Linked DNA regions of Mus musculus: regions 1 and 3 are each linked to region 2. Evidence: chromatin contacts called from public Hi-C and promoter capture Hi-C data. All regions are on one chromosome and are shown on one strand. The core of a region is the stretch at or near the end of the contact, and the rest is flanking DNA. Distances in the headings are between cores, read along the strand shown. Region 1 holds the start of Slc6a9 (solute carrier family 6 (neurotransmitter transporter, glycine), member 9). Region 2 has its middle 52 kb from the start of Szt2. Region 3 overlaps Slc2a1 (solute carrier family 2 (facilitated glucose transporter), member 1).

Region 1 (4,294 bases), core at 585-3,084, 520 kb after region 2:
CACCCGCTCTCTAACCTTTTGCCTCTCTGGAGATGTCTTTATCTTAGGTGTTCTTTTTGCCCATTCCTTGCCCTCTATCCTTTATCTTTCTAACAGTCATAGCCTCAGACTTGCTTCATTTAAAAAATAGAACAGAAACCAGTCAGTGGTGGCACACACCTTTAGACCCAGCTCTTGGGAGGCAGAGGCAGGCAGATCTCTGAATTCAAGGCCAGCCTGGTGTATAGAGCAAGTTTCAGGATAGCCAGGGCTACGCAGAGAAATTCTGTCTCAAAATACAAAACCAAAAAACAAGAAAAAAAGGAAAAAAAGTAGAACAGGCTTTGTGAGGGAGCTATCATAGAGTGCTAGGTGGGTACGCGGCTCCTTTAAGAGTGACTAGCGAGGGGCGTGGCCTATGGAAAACAGACCCGAGAGGGGGTGCGGCCCCTTTAAGTAGCTGCCCGGCCGGACTTGAAGGCCCGGGACGGGCTGGCAGTGTGGGGCGCGGTCACTTTTGGAGTCATGGCACCGCCCGGAGTGCCCACTTCCTCGAAACGAGACCGGTTCGCTTTAATCAGTGTGCAAGGTGTGTTGGGGGGCGGGCGTTACATCAGCCACCACGTGTGCGCCTCTCAGCTGGCGTGGAGGATGCCGCCCCGCCCCCCGCGGTGGAAAAGTACCCGGGTGCCGAGGTCTCCGCCCCCTTGCCCCGCCCCCGCCCGTCCTCGGCCCCTCCCGGGTCTGCGGGCAAGCCCCCTCCCGGCTCGCTGGCCTCAGCTCCGGCCCGTGTGTGGCTGCCTGCTGCGGGGTACAGGCTGGGAGCAGGCGCTCGGGAGCTGCGGGAAACCAGGCCTCACCTGTGGCCGCCCGCACTCGCCGCAAGCATGCCCAGAAGGAAGGCTAGAGTGAAGGCTCGAGTGGCAGGGCGTGGATTTTTTCCCCCCAGAGTAGCAGTCCCCCAAAACCACTCTCCGCCCCGCAATCCCTTCTCAACGCTGCAGCCACGCGAGCCGCGGACAAAAGAGAACCGGAGGGCGCTGGGGTTCTTCCTCGCTGCTTCCCAGGAACCGCGGGCGCGCGGGAACCGGCACCCGGCGGGCGAGTGGGCGGGCAGATTAGGAAGGCCGCCGGCTGCGGCGCCCAGATAGATAGCCAGCACGGCTGGGAGAGGAGGTGGGGCGAGAGGCTGCACGCGGGGCACAGACCCCGCTGCCGGCTCCCGGCCGCGGCAGACCCACTGGCGCCCCAGAAAGACCGAAGACGCTCTTCGGTTCCGGCGCTGCGCGCACAGCCCCGTACCAACCACCTCCGACCGAGCCGGCGTCGGCACGCAACGCACCCCCTCCATTCCGAAATCACCCTCCCTCCCGTCTGCTTTAGTTCCTTGGTGACAACGATGACACACAGACACACGCACCTACCCAGACCTTCGCGGCGAGACAGACATCCCAGTGCGAGCACTCACACTCTTAGCCACAGATACCCGCAAGCAAACGCTATCTCATCCACGCACCACACACACATCCATACACATCCTGGGGCTCAGCCTCCCAGAGTCACAGAAACGCCCAGAACGACGGCTGGACAGACCTAGGCTCGGGCCGCAAAGCCCCCTTCCCCCAGCTCTCTTACCATACTGCTGCCCCCGGCCCAGGCGTGCTGGGTCCGCACCGCGGTGCGCCCAGGTGGCTTTCTTAAAGGGAAAGTTGCATCAGCCTCCCGAGGCTCTCTGCAGCCGCCAGTCCTCCCGCCCCGCCGCGTTGCCTGCCGCTCCTCCAGAGCTTGTTGTGTTTTGGTTTCGGGGAGGCGGGGGCTAAGAGTTTGGTGAAAGTTTGGAGAGTGAAGAAGGCTTGAGAAACCTAGCCAAGTCCCTCCCCTCCCTGAGCGGCTCCCCTGGCCGCCCTCCCCCGCCCTGGTCCCATCTCCTCCCTCCCGCGTGCCGACTACTCAGACTCCTCCTACCAGGGAATAAGATTACAAGTGGCTCTAGTTTTCTGATGATTGATCCTCACGAACCCCTGGGAGTGGGGCTCGGCAAAGGAGTCCCCTTCTCCTTCGCCTCTCTGCCCTTCAGTTGGGACACTTGGAGGAAGCAGATGTCCTCCCCTTCGGGCTAGGCTTGGAACGAAGCCAAAAGGCCTGGGGCGCTTTGGGGGGCTGGGGCTGCAGTTAGCCCGCCAGGCCCCTGGCCTTCTGCGCCTGCGTTCCCCCTAGAGAGACGTCAAGAGCAAATTCCGTTCCCTTTGCAGTAGCGCCGCTAGAGACTGTGGGCACAGCTGAGTAAAGCCTGGGGCCCACTCCTTGGAATTGCAAGGCTGGGGAGCCCTTTCTCCCCGAATTCTCCACCACTGATTTGATCAGCCCTACCTGGTTAGTTGTGCCACAGAGCCTACCTACTTCAGGTGCCTGGATTGCAGTATCTGCCAAAAGATGCTTTGTTGAGCCTCAGTTTCCTCCTCTGCAAAATGGAGAGAATGACTTAAGGAAATGCATACCCACGTGAAACTCATTGCTCCAGATTGGCAGTGGTGCCTAGCAAATGGAACAGGCTGCCACATTTGCTTACCTTGAGCAAGCTGCCAACCCTCTATCAAACCAGACAATACTGATTGCCAGAGGACTGCTGTTGCTTCGCAGGTGCTCTGCAAAAGGCCCTGGTCTGGAGAGGCAGGCTCCGGATTCCACTCTGTGCCCCGAGTTCTCACCATTTTCCGGCCAGGAAACTTGCTTGTTTATTGACATCCAGTCTCCAAAGAGCAGGCGCATCCATGTCAAAGCCGCGCACAAGATCAACTGGTGTGAGAAGCCACCTTATTAATTTATAATCACTGAAAAAGACAGCAGCCAGCACACTCCCTTCAGTTGGGCCTCTCTCTACCCCACGGCTCAACCACAGCCCTTTCCCAGAACTACCTTCTTATATACTGCTTTCTGCTGTCATGGAACTCACAATCTGTTCATTCTCGAGATTTGGTCAGATCTAGGAAGGCACTTATGTCCCTTTTGAGTTTGCCCGTGAACACAGCAGTTATAAGCCTGCTTGGGGTTTATAGTCTCCCACGAACTAATTACCAGAGTTTTGTATAGAGTAGAGAGGGGACACACACGCAGATCTACCTAAGCAATCTGTTGTGCCTGTGGGCTTTTTTTTTGGGGGGGGGGATTTGAGACAGGGTTTCTCTGTATAGTCCCGGTGGCTGTCCCGGAACTAACTTTGTAGACCAGGCTGGCCTTGCACTCAGAAATCCGCCTGCCTCTGCCTCCAAGGGCTGGGATTAAAGGCGTGCACCACCACCACCTGTGGCCTTTAACTTTGCTTATGTAGAAGTTTCTGGGAGTCTAACTGTGGGTCCTGCAGCAGGCTGTGTAGTTGTGTGTGTGCTCAAGTCCTGGATCTGACCAGATAGTATCTAAACACTTCTCATCTTCCCTACCAGGACTTGGGTTCCTCTACAAGTTGTTTATGGTCTCTCATAGCCTGCCTCCTCTTTAGATTATCCAAAATGGCTCCTTCCCAAGACAGATGGACAGGAGGCTCTTGGGAGAAGCTGCCAGGTAAAGGGAAGGTTGGGGCTGAGGGAGGGGCTTCCATCTAACTTATAGGGATGCGATGGACCTAAAAGGCATTAGGATGGTTCTAAGAAAATGTTTAAAACTTTATTTTGAATTTTGAAGTTTTCTTTCTTTATTCTCTTTACATCCAGATTTCAGCCCCTCCTGCTGGTACCCCCTCACACACAGCCCTTCTCCGCTCCCTGAATTCTTTTCTTTCTTTTTTTCTTTCTTTTTTCCTGGAGTCAGCATCTCACTATGTAGTTCTGGCTGACATTGTTCTCACTATATAGACTAAGCTGACCTCCAACTCAGTGATCCACCTGCTTCTGTTTCCACAGCCCTGGGATTAACAGCTTGTATGCTGAGCTTTCTATGTGGAGGAGGTTGTTTTGTTGGTTTTTGTTTATTTGCTTCTGGGATGGTTTGATTTGGTTTGGTTTGGTTGGTTTGGTTTTTGAGACAGTAACCACCATGTATGCAGCTCTGGATGACACAAAATTCGCTATGTACTCCTGGCCGGCTTTGAACCTCTGGCAGTCCTCTCTTCTACCTCTCTTATTAATGGCCTAGTGAAAAGTAGGTCCCTTATCCACTCTAAGGAACCCATGTGAAGGAGAGCTGATTTAGGGATACAAGGGTACCTGTCTGCCAAGGGCTGAGGCCCAGGGAGGTTTGAGGAGGAGAAGGAGGCGTGCAGAATTGGTATTACTAGAAAGTTTGGGATTTGAGAAGCAATCTAGTGCTTAAGTTCAGGGTT
Region 2 (4,424 bases), core at 1,576-4,075:
TGCGATTACTACCTCCGCCACACTTAGATCTTTATGCCAGCGGCTCTCACACTGCCCGCCCATTGATTTTTCCCTTCTGGACTAAACACTAAGCGTGCATTTTTTTTTTCCTCAGAAAATTCGTATCGTGTCGTATAAAGTTTTATGGCCTATCTTTTTTCAAATGACGACCTATTAGCATTCCCCCGTATTCTTCAATACTCTTCAAAGTCATGCCGATCGCTGCTTATTGTTGCACTTCACACTTAAGACAACCCATAACTATCATCTCGCTGTGGCTGGTGTGTATGCTCACGCGCAGTGTAAGACCACGTTAAAACACTCTGGGTCCCCATCTGCACCTTTTTCTTAGATTCCCTTTTTAATGATGTCCATCACAGTGCTTGCCAGTTCTGGATGTTTGTTATAAAAGAAACTGCTGTACCAGGTTAACTGGGCTAAGCATCTGGGGGCCTCCAGTGATGGGGCCATAGGAGGATACCCAAGGGCAGCCAACCTGGCCAATCAAAATTGGCTTAGTTTTGTCAGGCGACTAGGTCTGTGGAAACTATAAAAGATAGATAGATAGATAGATAGATAGATAGATAGATAGATAGATAGATAGATAGATAGGTTGAACAAAGGTAATGAAAGAAAGATGAAATTTCAAGACCTGTAAGTCATTTAAAGTACTCAGAAATTGCTGGTTGTTTGTAAGCCTAGAGGCTGCCTGGGGCTGAGAAAAGAGAAAAACAAACCTGGGTATGCCCTGTAGTTAAAACATTCCTGGGAACATCTTGACCATAAGATAAAGGGGATGTGAAGACATAGCAGGGCTATCTGAACTGAGTCAACAACTCACAGAACTCTGACACCCTGCACGTACATGTAATTTTTCTGCTGATGTTTAAATAAGCCAATAGTGTGTCGCTATGCTGAATTCCACACCCCTTACCCCATAAAACCCCCTAGCTTTCGAGCCTCGTGGCCAACATCCGTTATCTCCTGTGTGGGATGCATGTCGGTCTGGAGCTCTGTAATTAAACGACCTCATGTAATTACATCGAGATGGTCCTTCGTGATTTTTTTGGGCGCACGCTGAATCGGGAATGGAGTGGGGGTTTCCCCACTAGGTCTATCAGTTGATCTCAGAAGAGTATAACGGAGTCTTTATAAGTAAAGGGCCCTGCTGACCCGGGCAGCTGCTCTATAGCTGGTTACTTATCTCACCTGTAAAGCCTCTTGTGTTTCTTGAAACAAATTTGAACAAATCTTTCATTTACAAAAACACAGATTTCAAAAATACATAGAATGTATTCCAAAAAAAGAAACAGGCTTAAATTCTTTTCTTTTTATGTGTGTGGGTGTCTTGCCTGCCTGTATGTCTGTGCACCACACTCGTGCAGTGCCAATGGGGCCAGAAGAGGGCATCGGATCTCCTGGATCTAGCTGCCCTATAGGTGCTGTGAACTGAGACTTGGGTTCTGTGGAAGAACAGGCAGTTCCAGTGGGGTTGTCTCCCGCACTCTTTAAATTCCTAATAGCAATGATATAGTGCTTTCTGAAAGGTATATTTATAAGGATCGTGTACACCTCTGATCCCAAATACTGAGGAGACTGAGACAGGGTCACTGTGGGTTTAAGGCCAGCCTGAGGAATGTAGGAAGACCTTGTCTGAGAAAAAGAAAGGAAGCTGGGTGATGGTGGCACAAGCCTTTAATCCCAGCACCTCCAAGGTAGACAGATATCTGTGATTCGAGGCCAGCCTGGTCTACAGAACTAGTTCTAGGACAGCCAAGGCTAAACAGAGGAACCCTCTTTCAGAAACCCAAACCAACCAAACAAGAAAAGAAAAGAAAAAGAAGTTTTATGAGGCTGAGCTCTACCCTCGAGTTTTAGCGCTCAGCCATTAACTAACTATTCACAGGTCATTGCTATCATAATGAAGCCAGTCTACTTGCTGAGCGCTGCAGATGCCCCCAGCCAGCTTCCACTGCTCTGCTCAGCTCCAGCTCAGGACATCCAGCTCAGGACCAGGCTCATCCCATCCTCAAGCCTCGAGCTTAGAGGTTCCACCCCTGCGGCTCAGCCTCAGACCCACCAGCTCACTGGTGCATCACCTGATTTCTTGCCCGTTTGCCGTTGAATTTTCTCTTGGACCTTTGGCTTGTTTGGCACATGTCTCTCGGCTAGAGTCCGATCAGGTTGTGGCCTCTTAACTAAGTTTAGCTTGTTAATCAATCAGCAGGTTTACAATCCAGAGTGACACCCAAGGGAAGACATCTTTATTAGCTCTTTGCTGTAAATCTCACTTGTACCAAGGTAATTGTAATTAAATCCTAGTCGCATCTCCACCTCCTGAGTTCTGAATCAGGAACTAAATGTTCTAACCCACAGTGAGCCACACCCTCTCCATATTCCTTTATGGCAGCAGAGAGAGTTTTATGAACTAGGTGGACATGACTCGCAATTCCTCTTGACTCCCTTATGGCTTTCAATAAAATATGGAGCACAGTGTCCATGAAAACAATTCTCCCCCCTTTTTCCATGCTAGGATTAGAACCCAGGTCCCTGTACATGGAACACGTGATTTTTCACCAAACTACACCCCAGCCTACAAAGTATTTTCTTCATTCATAACTTGATCATCTATAGTTTCTAGCACTTTCTGTCCCAGGCATCATACTAAATTATTATGCCAAGTTTTAACTTTTGCCCAGAGAATTTGCATAGGAGTAATGTTTCATTGTGGGATCAACAACCTGGATTAGCTAATGGATGAGAGCTAAAGTTCAAGGCAGAGTCCAGAGTCTCATCTGGTCATGTGATAGCATCCATCTGTGCAGTGTTGAAACCTTCTGCAGTCCTGTGTACAACACAAGTGAACCCTCAGTGAGATCCATCTGATACATTCCAGGTCGGCAAAAATGAAAGTCCATGGCAGATAGCCGATAGGATTTAGAACAACTGGCAAGCTTCCCCAATGCCAGTGCGAACGGAAATCACTCTAACCGCTTTGGAAAACAATTTGGCATGATCTCTAAAAGCTGATACGCCCTGGATCCAGCAGTTCCTCATTCAGGTGTATTCCCTGAAGAAACATTTGCACAAGTGTGGCAGGAATAAGCCTCGTGATATTCATAACCACATAGCTTACCCAGCAAAAGGCTAACATGGGCCAAACATCCACAGACACACACGGATGAGTGGTAGTACCATTACCGTGTCCCACAGAGAGGGAAAGGCAAAGCTGGTAGCTCAGGCTCAAAATTGAGTTTCCTCTCGTACTGGAGCAAGTAAAGTTTGGCTCAAAGTGAAAACATTAAGGTGATGGTATTTAAAAATCTCAGAAACATCATTTTGAGAGAAATATGTATGGCATGGCGTGCTTCCAGTTTTATTTTGTCAAAGATTTTTGTCTGATTTATATGCATGTGTCAGCAGGTAGGTGTGCACTTGAGTGTGGGTGCCTGTACTGTTAAGACTCGCTGGAACAGGACATGGATACTGGGAACGAATCTCTTCTGTGGTGGGATCCTGGGGTTGAACTTAGGTCCAGGCTTGTGCAGCAAGCCTCTTACCCACTAAGCCTTGTCACCAGCCCTGTTTCCACTTATACAAAGGCAGAGAAGCCACCACCACATGAGGAGATACAAACATCTCTGGGTTTTGTTTGGTTTCCGAGACAGGGTTTCTCTGTATAGCCCTGGCTATCCTGGAACTCACTCTGTAGACCAGGCTGGCCTCAAACTAAGAAATCTGCCTGCCTCTGCCTCCCAAGTGCTGGAATTAAAGACCTGTGCCACCACTTCCTGGCTAACATCTCTGTTTTTAAAAAATGTGAATAGCAATCACAAAGCATGATTGTGTCTGGAGGGGAGAGAAAAAGATGGTACTGGAGACCTGGGAAGTCACCGACATCCCTTCCCTTAAACTGGGTGGGGACAGCCATGTATGCTAATTATGTCTCGCTTCTTTATCGCTTACATATGTTTTGTAGGCACCAATTTTGTGTATCAGTTTCATATTTAATAAAAACAGAACTTTAAGACCTTCTGTGCGCATGCCTACCACCTGCTAGCATATTCTGTGCTAACATTTCATCATCTCAAAGCTTTGCTACAGACCCGGCTTCCTTGCACCGTTTGTATAGTTTGGGCTACAATTACTGTTTTTCAGATTGTTACTGCTCAGGATGGTGATCTGAAGACATGATAGGTGCCACAGTAATTGTCTTCTGACCAGGCTGGGCCAGTATAATATCTGTTATAGATGTTTCCTCCTTCTCCCTCTAAAAAAAGACACACACACACACACACACACACATACACACACACAGAGTACACAAGTGTGGAGACAGCCAGCCCAGGAGAGTAACACTAATGTCAGAGAGAAGAGACAAAGAAGAACAAAGTACTGCGTTTGTGTTGCAGAGGCTCTGTTAG
Region 3 (4,153 bases), core at 1,407-3,906, 760 kb before region 2:
TGCAGATCTGACCAGATCTAACCTCCTCCACAGGCTCAAAGGTCCTCATGATACCCCCTCCCCCCACCTACCCATCTGGCTATGCCAGGACAAGATAGGGGCTGGCTATGCTGTAGATCCAAGATGCTCATGCAAGGACTATAGCGGACCAGTTCTGGCTTGCTGTGAACTCCCAACTTCTCTTCTCCCCCAGCCTACCTTCCTGACATGCCACAATACTCATCCTTCACAGAGGATGTGGCTCTCTGCAATCTGGGCATCTTACTGACTCCCCTGCAGGCCCCCCTGCCCTGCCTTGCCTTTAGAGCATTAGCTGTCTAATTAGCTGTCATTAGCTCACTGTGACCTCAGTTACGACAGGGCCTGACCCACCGCTTGTCAGCTCCGGCTACCCTCAGAAATAGTTAAGGAGCTTGCTTGGCATCCCAAACCAGAACCTGGGTGGTCCAGGGACCCTCAATGTGCAGCAAGCCCATCTCCCTACTTTTTCCCATCTTGTTGTATAGACTTTACATCTGCAGATTCCCCCAAAACAGCTGGCTGCAAAGGACACACTTAGGTGGGAGCTGTCTAAGCACTTAGTAAAAACAAGGTTTGGGATTTGTTCCAAGCATGGGCTCACAGTTGCCATGTTAGATCCTGGAAAAATCCCATCAGGGCTGCTGCAGCTCAGCATGACTCAGCAGCCAAGCCTTCCTAGGGACTTGCTCCCCAGCATCGGGCGTGGCCCCTACAGCCAAGCTCCGCCTACTTGGAAGAAGCCCAGCTCTGATTCTAGTCTGGTGCCCTGGTCCCGAGAGAGGCACTCTCACACTCACTGTCTAGCCTCCTCAGCCTGGGTAGTGAGCATGTCTGACAGGAGGGCTGACTACCTCTACTCCATGAGCCCTGTGAAAGTGGGAATTGTTAAAGGACAAGAGAGTGGGTCAGGAAAGGAAGGCAGCCTGAGGCTATGGAAACAAAGAGCTTGGCTGAGATGCCACCATTCACCAGTACATGACCTTACCCACAGGTCATTTCATCAGCCTGAGTCTGTAAAATAGAACTCACCACCAACGTCATAAACACACGTAAGATGCCCAGTGTAAAGGAGGCGCTGCGACAGCCTCCAGGTCTGTCCCTCACCTGTGTTCCTCTTCTCTCAGAACAAGGAGGTGAATGCCACAGTCATTTCCAGTCTAAACACCCAGAGAGAACACAAGTGGGGGCAGATCTGAGGTGTGCAATGGGGAGAAGGAAGCCAGGCCGAGCTCCTGCAGCACCTCAGGGTGAGATGCCATGTTTACTTAAATTGACCTGGGACCTCCAGGGACAGGAAGCCGTTACAGTCTGGAACTGGACTATGCTGTAAGTGGCTGGCGTGTGAGAACATAAAAACTGCACGACAGGGTGGCACTGGGGAAGGCTCCTCTTCTCTGACCATTTCCCCCACTGCCTGCCCACTTGCCCAGCAACAGATGTGGAGCTTTCAGGAGCCCCAAATACTATATAAATGAAATTCCACTATACTGATCAGTGTAAATGTCTGTGCTGTTTGGGAAACAGTCAAGACAGCCTACCACAGTAGCACCATTCTATGGCCCTGGGATTCTAGAATTCCAGCTGGGAGGGAAGATGGTCAGTTGATGTCAATGATGGACACCGAGGTGGCACCATGAATGTGTGTGGGTGATGGTATATATGGGGAGTGGCATAGCACACTTACCTTCTGGGGGGCGTTGATGACACCAGTGTTATAGCCGAACTGCAGTGATCCGAGCACTGCTCCTCCCACAGCCAACATGAGGCGGCCCGTCACCTTCTGCAGGAAGAAACCACAGGGTTACAGGCATGTCTGGGCCCAGAGTACTACAGAGCAAAGTCAATGCTGGCAGGTTCCCATGTTCAGATATGCCTCGCCTGACTCCTGGCAACACATTTGTCCTTCTCCCAGGAAACCTGGCTACTTCCTGGCCTCAGGTGCCCAAACCTGCCCAGCTGACTTCTAGACTTCTCTGAGGAGAGAGAGCAATCAGGTTTTTCTTTATGCAGTTAGAGAGCCTTTGGCTTTCCAAGGTCTCACTACCCAGGTAGGAGTGATACTTACATTTCAGGTAGCCCCACATTGTGGGAGGAAGAGGAACCAACCTTCCCTCCCTCACCAGGAAGGCCAAACTGAATGAAAGGGACAGTGCAGATGGGGAAGAAAGGCTCTGGATTCAAAGCCAAGGGCAATGGCCTGAGTCTAGCCAATAGGAATTCTTGCAGGCTAGCTGGGTTTCCCTGCCCCACTGCCTCCCTACCCTCCATGTGCCTATCTGCAAAATGGGAACAGTCACATTGTTCAGCACTGGAGACATGACCCTGCCCTTCTCTAGCCTTCCTACCCTTCACTGGGGAGAAAACAAAAGTTCTTGAGAGCTCAGAGCAAGAGATCAAAGTTCCAATCTACTCAGGGGTCTGCAGCAGCGTCAGGATCAGAATACAGGGCCCTGGAGTCCTCACTGAGTGCTCCTCACACCAACGCCCCCACCCCTACCCCCTGCAAACCATGAGCTTTCATTTCAGGGTGAATTGTACCAGATAACAGAAATACGATTCAAAAAGTACATGACCCGAAGTGACTAAGGGACAAAGGGTTGAAGGCAGCAGGAAGGGATAAGGCCAGCAGGTGAAAGGGCCTGTTTACACAGAGGTGGAAGGCCAGTGAGGTGTCCACCTGAATAGACAAAGTTAGGGACTCTCCAGCTCTTCAAACGAAGAAGCCAAGAAATATAACTTGAGGCAGGCCCTTGACTGGCTGTGGGAAAAGAGAGCTGGGGACTCATGCCAAAACCAAAGAAATAGACCAGCATCTACGGATGCAGAACACCCGCATGGCGCTGGGCTGGGCGATTCGGGTCCAAGAGGGAAGCCTAAGATCAGGAGCCGTGCGAGACTCTGTCTAGGATAGTGTGTGATAGTTTTAGCTGGGTTTCAGCCTTGTGTGAGCGTCTGGGCCTGTCTCCCCACAGTACCCAGAAGCTGCCCTGACTTCTAGATTGTTAGATAGAGCTGGGCGTAGCCCTTAAGCAGACTTGTTCCCAGGTCTTCTCATTTTCCAGAAGCCTGAAAGACAAGGACTGCCAAAGCTATAGTTCTCACATGAAACTCTGAGAAAGAGGAAGGCCTGTGTCTGCTCCAGTGGACACAGAATGTTGGAGCCTGCCTTCGAATGGTCTGTCTGTCTGTTTCTCCTTGACTGACCTTGCAAAGTCATTCTTTACTGCGCCACTTCCCTTCAACTCCCATCCTCTGTGAACTCAGTCAAAAGGCATGGCCTCTCACATCTCCTGTCTCCCAGCTCTCTAGGGAGCCTCCAGACCCAGTGCTGCGGGGTGAGTGGGCAGGGAGTACATGACAAGCTTCTGGGAGCCACAGCCGAGCCAAGAGTCATCAGGTGACCAGTGGGACTTATGAGGCTGTGGTAAACATCAGTGACAGAGCTCAATGGTGACAGCTGAGCCCCACCATATGCTGGGCTATCTGCTGAGTAACATGCTCAGGGTTGCTCAGGTGTAATACTTAGGGTATGCAAATATGCATTTTTCTAGTACACATTAGAATAAAAATGATATTAGCACATACCTATGGTTTAGTGAGCTGTGGCATAGCAGTATAATGGAATATATAAAGGATACATCTGGATGGATTGGTTTGGGACATTCTCCAAGTTACAAGGACAAGTTTAAAGCAAGCTTGATCAGTATTCATATCGAATGCCACCTTTGATATAAAAAATTGGAGGGAAGAATATGAAGAATGACTTAAAAGCATGTACAAAAAGAACAATGAAGGTTGGGTATGGCGGCCCACACATCAATCCCAACAGCTGAGAAGCAGAGGTAAGCAGATTTGAGTTCAAGACCAGCTTGGTCTAGGTAATAATGAACACTGAGGGTCCTGGGTGGCCAGCAAGAGGCAAGATAAAAAAAAGGAGCCTTCAGTTTAGATCCTTTTGTGGGTTCTTGAATTCTAAACTCAGTACTCACCCACAATGAATTTTTATAAACCAATGATTTCATATTGCTTACAACAAGGCAATTTAATAAAAAAATGGTAAGAGAAAAATAATATAGACTTGTCAAAAACTTATGCTGGTACAGCATGAGTAGAGGAGGGAGGGAGGGAGGTG

Evidence for each region. Promoter capture Hi-C pulls out the DNA fragments that hold promoters and counts their contacts. A called contact is a pair of places that touch in the nucleus more often than the background predicts.
Region 1: a contact with region 2 is called in a Hi-C map of liver, with 1.6 times the contacts expected there. The contact joins the promoter of Slc6a9 here to the enhancer-like site in region 2. A contact is called at or near these places in 2 of 39 promoter capture datasets (the 3T3-L1 cell line and hippocampal neurons), 1 of 484 Hi-C or Micro-C datasets (liver) and 2 of 115 datasets of contacts at active chromatin or transcription factors (embryonic stem cells and pancreatic cancer cells).
Region 3: a contact with region 2 is called in a promoter capture Hi-C map of liver, with 2.9 times the contacts expected there. The contact joins two enhancer-like sites. A contact is called at or near these places in 1 of 39 promoter capture datasets (liver) and 3 of 115 datasets of contacts at active chromatin or transcription factors (bone marrow-derived macrophages, memory CD8 T cells and pancreatic cancer cells).

Annotation. Positions count from the first base shown.
Region 1 is chr4:117,832,798-117,837,091 of GRCm38.p6, reverse strand. Slc6a9 (solute carrier family 6 (neurotransmitter transporter, glycine), member 9) reads right to left here and starts at 1,834. Exons shown (of 14, transcript NM_008135.4): 1 at 1,615-1,834.
Region 2 is chr4:118,355,357-118,359,780 of GRCm38.p6, reverse strand. No RefSeq gene overlaps it. Among named protein-coding and RNA genes, the nearest start is that of Szt2, 52 kb to the left of the region's middle. Within about 2 kb of position 2,825, at least 11 of the 459 cell types and tissues checked have an H3K27ac peak or open chromatin away from gene starts, as enhancers often do. A contact at or near this core is called in liver, where this site is marked.
Region 3 is chr4:119,118,039-119,122,191 of GRCm38.p6, reverse strand. It overlaps Slc2a1 (solute carrier family 2 (facilitated glucose transporter), member 1), which reads right to left. Exons shown (of 10, transcript NM_011400.3): 2 at 1,706-1,801. Among named protein-coding and RNA genes, the nearest start is that of Gm52706, 11 kb to the right of the region's middle. Within about 2 kb of position 2,656, at least 31 of the 459 cell types and tissues checked have an H3K27ac peak or open chromatin away from gene starts, as enhancers often do. A contact at or near this core is called in liver, where this site is marked.